Linked DNA regions of Zea mays: region 1 is linked to region 2. Evidence: chromatin contacts called from public Hi-C data. All regions are on one chromosome and are shown on one strand. Each heading gives the region's core, a stretch centred on a gene start, on an enhancer-like site or on the middle of the called end of the contact. The rest is flanking DNA. Distances are from core to core; before and after follow the strand shown.

The links. Hi-C and Micro-C count contacts between places; a contact is called where the count stands out from the background.
Region 1: a Hi-C map of ear shows a contact between it and region 2, with 1.8 times the contacts expected there. The contact joins the enhancer-like site here to the promoter of LOC100382051 in region 2. A contact is called at or near these places in 2 of 25 Hi-C or Micro-C datasets (ear and tassel).

Annotation. Positions count from the first base shown.
Region 1 is chr3:118,845,782-118,851,222 of Zm-B73-REFERENCE-NAM-5.0, reverse strand. No RefSeq gene overlaps it. Among protein-coding and RNA genes, the nearest start is that of LOC103652139, 93 kb to the right of the region's middle. Within about 2 kb of position 1,977, at least 20 of the 20 cell types and tissues checked have an H3K27ac peak or open chromatin away from gene starts, as enhancers often do. A contact at or near this core is called in ear and tassel, where this site is marked.
Region 2 is chr3:118,394,942-118,400,437 of Zm-B73-REFERENCE-NAM-5.0, reverse strand. It overlaps LOC100382051 (putative RING zinc finger domain superfamily protein), which reads left to right and starts at 3,176. Exons shown (of 7, transcript NM_001174816.1): 1 at 3,176-3,687; 2 at 4,752-4,851. The coding sequence starts at 3,378.

The DNA of each region.
Region 1 (5,441 bases), core at 728-3,227, 450 kb before region 2:
AGATACTTACAAAATAGTTTTATTTTTGTTCCTAAGATTAGGTCTCATATTCCTAAAGGCCACTTTAGGTACAGGATTTTAAAGTGTGAAATCCACTTGTCTTCAGAAGTGAAAAGGTAAGAATAATCAGAGTGGCACAGCGGAAGCGTGGTGGGCCCATAACCCACAGTCGTAGGATCAAAATCTGTCTCTGATACCACTTCTGTCACACCCAGATTTAGGGGGGTCCAAACCCGGGCGCGATTCACATGTGTGCTAGGATCAAGTCTCACACATATGATAACTCATGGTACAGAAACGAATGTAACATCATTAATATATAACAGAGTTCTGTACAAAATAGTTAAATAAATACATCATACGGAGACAACGATCCAGCAACCCAAAGTTGACTGGAAGATGATGGCCTAAACCTCTCACCTGGGAGACGATGACCTAGACCTCTCACGAACTCATCGCGACATCCTTCATGTTCCTCATCTTGTAGTACCTATCCTTGACCTAGGGGATGTGAGTATAGCAACGGTGAGCTCACATACGTTCATCGCTCAACAAGTTGTGCAGAATTGTAACACCCAAAATTCTACTTTAGAATTTATAACATTAATAACTAAAAATGGCCCAAAATGAATATATTATCTAAATAAAAGACTAACATGAAAGATACTTAGAAACTAAATTATACTTCGATTGGATTATATATACAAGAATTATGAGTTAAACTCTTCTTTTGGGCTAAAATAATTGGAGATATTAATTCCTAGATAGGTTGAGATAAAACTATCTTTTAGTATAAAATTATGTAATAGTAGTTGTGTCTTTATAACATATGATTTAGATATATAATAACAAGAAGATTTTTCATGTGTGTTAAAACAAGTGGGATATTCCTTTCATTAACTACGTGGGTTAAAATATTAGTGAATAAATAAATACAGTAGAAATAAATGAAATATTTCTGCAAAAACATGATGAAACCTTGGTCTGATGCATTTTCGAAATTTGAGGTTTAAACATGAATCAAATTCAGATTCTAAATCAAAAAGGAAAAAGAAAACATAGAAATGATAAAAAAAATAAAAGAAGTCGCTAGGCTGAAAGACCACCTGCTCGGCCCAACATCATCGTGGGCCACTCTGTTTCCCCTCCTTCCACGCGCGCCGTGCCACGGGCAGGTCGACCTCATGGGCAGGCGATCACCGGTCACCTAGGAGCTTTGCGCCTCTGGCGGGTGGGCACGGGTGGCCAGATCCGTCGTCCACCCGGCGCGGCGTCGACGACAACAGTCATCGCGAATCCCGCGGAGGGCGTCGCAACAACCGCACGGACTTCGCCCCCTCCCCCCAGACTATTTAAGCCTAGGTCGCTGACCACTGCATTAAACCCAGAACCACGTGCGTGAACCTCACTGACGAAGAGAAGTTTAGTGAGGGACAAAGTGAAGCTTGCCGCCGCCGTTGATCTTCCCGGGGGAGGGACCATTCTGGCTTTGGCAGCTGGTCAGGAAGCATCGTGAGACCGGGTTGGAACTTGTGTGTGTGCAGTGGTGGGCACATAACCCTTCAGAGCTCGTGAACCGCTCGCTGGAGCTAAGACTTCGCCGCGGATCCGCCTTCTTCGTGGGCAGACGTTCCTAGCGACCTAATCCTCCGGTAAGACGCCACCACTAGCTTCGCCATTCTGGATCCTTTGCATAGCACTGAATTCCGTAGGAGATTGGTACTAGGAGGCCAGGATTGGGTGTGCAGCGGCAATGCTCCACCGTGGGGCGCTCGCTCCGCCGTGGCCTGGGTGATTAGGAAGGGAAAAGCCGCGGGGGTCGTTGATCTCCCGATGAGCGATCCAGATTAGATCACAGGAAAACGCTTTAGTGTATTCAATCGTGGCCATCGATCGCTGATCTAAGGGCTTCGGTTATATAATGGTGTGGGTCGCTGTGGTCCGTTGATCATAGATCGGGTGGCTATCACTAGATATCGGTTCGAGTTATGGTATATCTTATCCAAGCCGCAGATTGATGGATGGACGACTTAGATCGCAAGATACCCCTTCGCCATAGCCTTTTTCCTTAAGAGCCCCTCATTTATATAATAATCAACCCACCGTCCATGTTAGGTCAGAATGAATAACAAATAAGTCACTGGAATTTGCAGAATGAACCCGGTTTCCTGGGTTTTGTGTCCGCAGCCCAGGATTAAATAAGTTAAATATGGAAATTGGTTTTAGTATAAAAATAATTCCAGAAATTTGTTTAATTCATATTTAATTTATTTTAACTCCTTTTTAATCCATTCCAGTTGCATTAAATTCATAATAATATTGTTTATCCCCTAGTAACTTTATTTTGTTATGAAACATAAATTAAAATTATGCACTTAATTTCTTTTGTACCCAACACTTAAATCTTCAGAAAATCATAACTTTATAACAGTAACTCCGTATTTAGTGGTTCTCGAACCTGGGATCTCGTTATGATGCGTAGAACATTATAAGGTAGCTTGTGCTTATGGTTGGTGTGATGTTAGTTTTTTCTATACCATGTTTGTTTGTATTGCTACGAATAGCAGCGAGGTTATGAGTCACTTGAAGACCAAGTTGGTACCTGGGAATCTCGAGTCTAAGGCAAGTTGTGCCCTTGATCACTCTTCTTTACCTAATAATGTTCATGTTAATCACTATGACATGCTCAGATTAATTTGATGTGACCTAATAGGTATCCCTAGCATTGTTTATCCCACACCTTGGATACAAAAGAACTATTGGGGAGTTTTGCTATCGCTCTACCTAGTTTTGAGAAATTAATGTTACACCTTGGATAAGATACTTATGGTATGGGACGCCCTTGGCTGACTAATTAGGAAAGCTAGTGGAGGACTACCTTACTCAAAAGGGGCAAGGGCGGTAGAGGAGTTGTGTATAGAGAGGTTCTTTGGTTGATCATGCTGCGATGGCTTTTCGGATGAGGGATTCCAATATTGCCCTTCTCAGAAATCGTAGTGGGTTTTCTGAAGCTAGTGGAACTTTGTAAAGGCCTCATAGTGGATCCCTAGCCATTCACCTCGGAAGTGTCTAAGGGCCTTGCAAACCCTGGCTAGATGGGATACACAATTTGTGGGTAAAGATGTGCAACCTTTGCAAAGTGTAAAACTGGTATATTAGTTGTGCTCACGGTCATGAGCAGCTCGGACCCTCACATGATTAACCTATGGAACTAAACTCAATTTGTCATATGCATTGCATTATGGGTGTACTATTAATTTTGATCTCTTATTTGTTTGGGATAGTATCTACTTTTACTTAGTAAGTGCTAATAAAATTTTGTCCAACTCTAAAAGCAATGCTCAGCTTTAACCATCTCCTTTGGTAAGCTTTACACTTCACATGAGCTCCCACTTTTGGTGAGTTCATGCACATTATTCCCCACAACTTGTTGAGCAATGAATGTATGTGAGCTCATCCTTGCTGTACTCACATCCCCCAGGTCAAGAACAGGTACCACATGATGAGGCGCATGAAGGATCGTGTGATGAGTTCATGAGTGGTCTAGGCCGTCGTCTCCCTATCAACTATGGTTGCTGATCGTTGTCTTCGTATGATGTAACTATTTAACTATTTTGTACAGAACTTCGTTACATATAAATGATGTGACATTCGTTTCTGTACCATGAGTCATCATATGTGTGAGACTTGGTCCTAGCACACTTGGTGATGTTCGCGCCCGGGTTCGATGCCCCTGAAACCCGGGTGTGACAGAAGTGGTATCAGAGGAATGTTGACTGTAGGACGAAACCTAGATAGAACTTGATAACCCATAACTACTTACCTTTAATACTCTGATTCTTTCTAAACTTTCCTCAAATCTTTTCTCATCTATTGCCGCTTTACTCTGATTACTCTTACCTTTTCACTTCTAAAGACAAAAGTGGATTTCACACATTGAAATCCTAGACCTAAAGTGACCTTTAGAAATTGGAGACCTAATCTTAGGAACAAAAACAAAACTATTTTTGTAGGTATATATACGCTTGGATGCTTGTTCTTATGATAACTGTTTGATTTGGTTCTTTGATTGAGTGTGATGAGTTGTGGAGTAATGTCCACAATTACATCTAGGCAAAAAATGTTTATAAAATAAGTAGACAACCTAGATTATCCCCCATTAAAATGTATCTAGTAGCAGATTCATCTCATCTTAACAAATTCTATCTTATCCTTGGAAATTCATCTTAAAAGCATAGTTGTCCCGACAAAGACAAAAAACAACATATCAAAGCTCGGCCCAAGAACCCTCAGCTTATGACCAGCTATTAGGCTATCTGTTCTGCCTACTAAATTATTCACCTTTCAAAACTATCTTACCATATGTCTCTAACCCAGATGGTTAATATCATGAGGGGAGGAAGTGTTGATCTACCCGCACAAATTCGCCAAAGAAGGGCTGTAGCTAATCCGGATCTAGAAATGAATCCTCCTCCGAATCCCCCGCCCGTTGATGACGTGACTGCTGCTCAAATGCGATTACTACAACAAATGGCTAACATGATGATAGAAATGCAAGCCCAGATCCGTCAAAAATGATAGGAAATGTAGCAAGAACGCCAAGAAATGCGCCAAGAACGATAGGAACGACATCAACTACCACCTCCACCACCACCAGCTCCGCCCAGGGATAAGCACTGGGAGTTTATGAGTCACAAGCCACCTACATTCTCGAACTCCTCCGACCCACTACAGGTTGACGACTGGTTAAAGTCTATAGAAAAGATGCTCAATATAGCTTAGTGCACCGACAAGGAGAAAGTGCTATATGCATCGGGTTGCCTTACTAGCCTCGCTGCAGATTGGTGGGATGCATATTGCGTTGCACATGCCGCTGCTCACACCATTACCTGGGCAGAATTCTCCACTCACTTTAGGAATTACCATATTCCTGTTGGCCTTTGAAGATTAATAAGAAGGAGTTTCTATCCCTCAAACAAGGAGGTATGTCAGTAAGTGAATACAGAGACAAATTCATCTAGCTATCCCGATATGCTCCTGGGGAAGTTGATGATGACGAGAAAAAGCAGGAGCTATTTCTAGAAGGCTTGATTGGCCCACTACAATACCAACTGATGTTGCACACATTCCCGTCCTTCCAGAGACTGTTAGACAAAGCTATCGCTCTGGAGCACAAGAGGGTTGATCTTGCAGAAAAGAGGAAGGCTACTAACCAAGGACATGCTGGAAGTAGTAACCGTCCCCATTATACTGCACCTCAAGGCACACCAGCTCGTGGCAGTTCCAGGCAACACACTCAATAGACCCAATCTGCTCCTCCTCAAGTGAACACCCTGGCAGGACCTGTTGCTCCAAATACATCCACAAACAGGTCGTGCTCCAAATGTGGACAGGCCGGTCATTATGCCAACTACTGTCCCAATAGGGCCGCTTACACCACT
Region 2 (5,496 bases), core at 1,927-4,426:
TTACATTTGATAAATAAAAGACGAATGATAAAGGATGAATCCTTTATTTTACTCATATTTATATATTTATTAAAATCATTCTTAACAAGCTATTACATTTATACTTTCGGGTCCACACGAAGGAGAACACAAAGATGACCATCGGAAAGTGAGTAATCGAGATTGCACTTTTAGCTCTCTCTCTTTCTGATCACCCTCCCAAAAAGATGAACAATACAGGAAACTGTTCATCTATTTATAGGCCTATGACATAACTCAGATGGAATTACAATTGTGCCCTTAATCTCTATACATTCGCTCTAATGCAGGTACTAAGGATAAAGTTGTCCTACTCTTAAATTGGCCTACTGTGAGTCCTTCGAAATTAGTTTGAGCCGAAGCTATGATCATGATGATTGTCGAAGCTTTACATCGTTCTTTGTATCCCTTGCTTCGCTATTTTACTTTCGGTGTTTAGTCCTGCAGTACACTTTACACTTTGTTAGATGAATTAAAACAATTAGTTTGTTCTGAGGACCTTCGACAGAAAGAGACCCCAACAACACCAACAAGAGCTAGCAGCCTAGCATGCCTGCGGTAGACACATGGCTTTAAACGCACCAAGGAACGTAACAGAATGATAATACCGATAAATACCAGTTAAACTGATGTTGACCATATTCTTCGGTAGACTCCTGGCCATCTCTCGGAAAGATCCATCGAGGAGGAGTACCTAGAGGCTGTCCTAGATCAGCAAGACCACCTAGAATATCGTAAAATCATATAGCAAGATGTGACAAACGACAAAAAGTGAAAATGAATAAAAGAGATAATAGTTGTATTTTAAATCGATTGGAAGTTGAATACTCGAACCAACCGTAATCCTCTCATATAAAGAGGGGATGGCCTTGGTACCGGTACTAAATAGCTCAAAAACAAAAACACGTTATCTAACTTTCTCACGTTAAACCCGACTTAGAAACAAATCAAATCGATTTAGAATTTAGACAAATCCGTCCGAGACGATTTTTACTAGTCCTAGCATCACACATTTAGGGATGAAAACGGGACGGATACAGTCGGATACATGGTCATCCCGTATCCTACCCTAATGTATTTCTCTCGGGGATACGGGTAGTTAAGATTCGGAACGGATATAGGATGGGACCGGGTAATAATCCCGCCGGGTAAGAAACGGATAACAGATACTACTCGGGTAGGTACCAGATAATTGTCGGGTAGTTCGTCCCGATGATATTAATTGTCCAACCATCCAACAAATACATAAATTATGCAATACATAATCATGTATATGATAGATCAAATGTAGGAAAGGAAACGATAAAATTGACATCATGCAGTTCAAAGTTACTAATCACGATGACATTGTAGAACCAATACCACAATATTAAAAATTCATAAAATATTCTAGTTTCACTCAAAAATTGCAAATAAGTTATAAAAACTAATAAACATTTTATACGAAGATAACTCAAATCCTCAAATGATAATGATAAAGTAAAATATTGATTATGTTGAAACTTGGATACTTACAGTCATTTCACAAGTAACTCATACAAATAAGTGAAAGTGAAATGGAAGAAACGCGTGCATCTTATAGATCTTAAGATCCAAACATTTTTTTATGGTTATATATGAACATATGTTGTGCCTCCGTAAAATTTCATGATTTTTTGAGGCTATTTATACATCTATTAATTTCTTGTCATAGGAAATCATCAAAATACAATTAAATCCATAAAATAATGTAGCATCGATCGAAAATTGCAAATAAGTTTCCAATACTAATAAATAGTCTCTACAAAGATAACCTTAAGTTCCCACGTGAAGATAACATTAAGTCCCCCATATAAAAATGATAAAGTATATTAATTTGATATAAATTTGGACATTATTCCAATGATTTTGGCCTAAAGATATTTTTAAACAAAAATTTGATATATTACAAAGTTATAGATCTCTTCGAGCTCTACAATTTTCATATAAACTTTATCTTCATCCGATTTCATATGTAAAAGTTATGATTTTATAACTATATTATTATGCAGGAAATGAAAAACGGGTACCCGAATTCCGGGCACCCGTATCCGACCCGACTATCCGGGTATTTATCGGGTAGTTCTCGCTCCGTATCCGACCCGAATCCGAAACTTTAGTATCCGGGTATTACCCGTATTCGTCCCGAATATAAAAATACTCAAATTCGTATAAAAAACAGGTATTTATACTATCCATATCCGGTACCCGATGGGTATACCCGACCCGTTTTTCATCCCTAGACACATTCGGCAATAATTAATCTTGCTAGACCGATTTCACTCTGACCTAGTCAACTTTAGACACCCGATCTAACTGGCTATGAATACTAGCCATAGTAACCTTAGGAGGCCACTTTACAAGGCCATTATTACTAGCAAAGGGGAATCACAACAAATGTCTATAAAAACTCTTAGACCCGGTTTGTTTTGTTGAAATTGAATTTCATTTTAATAATTATAATTTAGACAAAACTAATTAAGTTCATATATTTATATATGTAATATATTTGTATATTATTCTAAATCATACGAGAAATATAGTTATATACTACATTTATATGATAAGTTTGGAAAGTGGTAGAATGTCACATTTTTAAAAAAATAGCCTATTATATTAGTAAGATTCTAATTCCTCAAAATTAAAGGAAACAAATGGGACCTTAGAGTATCTCAAACAAAAAGTTCTACATTTGACTTCTAAAAATTAAAATATAATCTGATTTGAAGTGTTTAGGGCACCGAAACATTTGGAGCTCCAACGGTTCGATAATAGGGTTTAGCATATCAGGTCTTATATTTATGGTACGAGAGAACGAGTCATATTATTATTTGATGATTTTTTTGAAATAGAACTATATTAAAGCATATTTTAGGTGCTAGTCATATATTTCAAAATACAAGTACAACAGAAACAAATTTCATGCACGACTCACAGTAGATCTAAGAAAACAGCACAGCAGCAGGGCATATAGTTCCAAACACGTTGGTTTTATTCGTCACACGAAAAGCGCCGCAAAAGGTAAAGAAAGAAAAAAACAAAAGAAAAAGAAAAGGAATGGCGAAATAACAAAACCACCTCTGCACCTCCATAACTCCATTGCCTTTCGTCCTTCGTCTTCTCGTTCCTCGATAAGCACGTAATAAATAAACAAATTTCATTTTTTTCTCGGTCGTCCTCCTCTGCTTCGACTCTCTTCTCCAACTCCGCCTCGGCGTCGTCGTGCGCTTCGATCTTTCCCATTTCCAACCGGAGGGGAGGCGTCGGCGCAATAATAGGAGGCGCCTTTGTTTCGCCCATCGCCGGCATGGGGAACTAGCTTCGTGGCTGGGCCCCACGCCATGCAAACCAGTGAGACCACCGGGACCGCATCGCCGCCGGCTGTTGAGCCGGAGGCCGAGGACAAGGTGGAAGAGGGGGCGCGGGCGAATGAGGAGGCGGCGGCGAAGGTGGGCGGCGACGACGAGGATGACTGGGAATCGGAGCATGAGGGGAGGAGAGGCAGGCGGCAGCGGTGCCGGCGAGGCGGTGCGGCGGGGGACAGCGCCGTGGCCATGGTGAAGCGGGAGCTGCTCACGCGCTGCTTGACGTGCCCGCTCTGCGACCACCTGCTCCGGCAGGCCACCACCATCTCCGAGTGCCTCCATACATGTGAGCCATTCCTGCTCTGCTTTGCCTGCTCCGCCGCCCCGCCGATCCCGGCGGGCTCGAACGCTTGCATATTTACGATGGTTCCGTGCGTTCTCCGAGGGTTTCCCGCGACGGCGATTGGATTCCACAAGCGTCCGCCTCGTCCTTGGGGTTACTCTGTAGGATTTGGTCGCCCGGGGTCCGGGGACGTGGGTCGTCGCCGTCGGGCGCTGCCGTTTCCGCTGGCCCAGCGACGCTGTACGGCCTTCTCGTCGCCCATGCGTGATTGCGATTCTCGACGTGCGTGCATTCGGGCCGTGCTGTAGTTTTGCCTCTCGAGTCTCGACTCCACGTAAATCTAGTTCGAGCTGACCATGTTTGGTAGCTTCCTTGCTTTTCAGACTGAGCTGCGATTCTGTTTATTCAATCGTGATACAATGTTGCATCAATGCTGGGCTTCAAATGTGTGCATTTTACGTGGACTTTGATTCCTGTGCTGTTCATTGACAATCTTTGCTCCAATCCGTGAAATGCTTTGGCTCCTGTTGACATAATGTTCAGGAGAACGTCATGTAAGCCTCCCGTGCTGTGATTTGAGTTGCTAGTCAGTTTGAGTTCATGGTTAACATTAGTCCCCCTCTGGCCCTCTTGATATTCAGTGCGAGTTCAACTAATGTTGTCCTGTAATCAGTGGAACTGTACACAAAGCTTTTGAGGCCACAATGTGCAATCATAGACCGTAAATATTTGCAAACTATTTGATTACTCTGCATGTGTGAGTGGATTGGTGCAACTGTTCATGTTGTATGTGCTTTTGAAATAGTAGGATAAATATGAATCTCATGTTATATGGTACATGCTAGTACAAATATCGATGTCTTGTTCCTTTGCATGTGTCATTTCACTTCTCATGATATGGATATTTTGCAATAGGAACATCCCTTTTGTTTTCAATTGAAAAGAACTTCTGTGTAGGCAGCAAATTTCTATTCTATGTGAAATGAAGCATTGCGTTGTGCCTTATTCAAATTCTTTATATTATGAAGTTCTCACCTCTATTGTTCTGTGTTCTTTGTATTATGCAGTTTGTAGAAAGTGTATCTATAAAAAGCTCAATGATGAGGATCTGGACCACTGTCCAGTATGTAAAATTGATCTGGGCTGCACTCCAGTCGAGAAGCTTAGGTATTTTTCTCGTGACCCTTCTCTTTATGAAACTGTAGAGTGAGCAATCGGAATTTTAGTTCTATGACAAATGTTTTGCTTTGCTAAATATTCTTTAACTTTTTTACTTCTAAATACATGTTTCAGCACTCCTTGACTTCACAACTAAGTTTCCTTGATTTCATGCTGTTAGCATATATTTCCATTGGATAGCAAGCTGGCAGAACAAAAACATTGGCCACAAAATCATCATATTTGATAGTTGCTCTAAATTGCAGATAGTAATGAACAAAGTTAGACCACGAATCTACAATTCTACAGTTTGAAGTACTCATAACTTTCTTGATAAGCTTGAACATAGCTATATTGTTTTGCATATAATTTAGATTTTAGCTGATCTTCTGGAAATGTTGTACAGTTGAGAATAGTATATGTTTTCTGCTATCGACCATGCTAGCTTATCTCAAGTATAAGATATTTCTGTAGCTTGCTTTCTTGAATCCTCTGAGGTTCATGCCAAAGAAATGCCTAGTGGTACAAAATGTTTCACTCACCATGAAGCTCTCAAATAAGAATTCCTGTGAATCTTCTGCCAGAAACGCATTTGGTGATTGACAGCTGGTGTTCATTCATTCTTATCTATTGTCATTTTGAGCTTTGCTAACA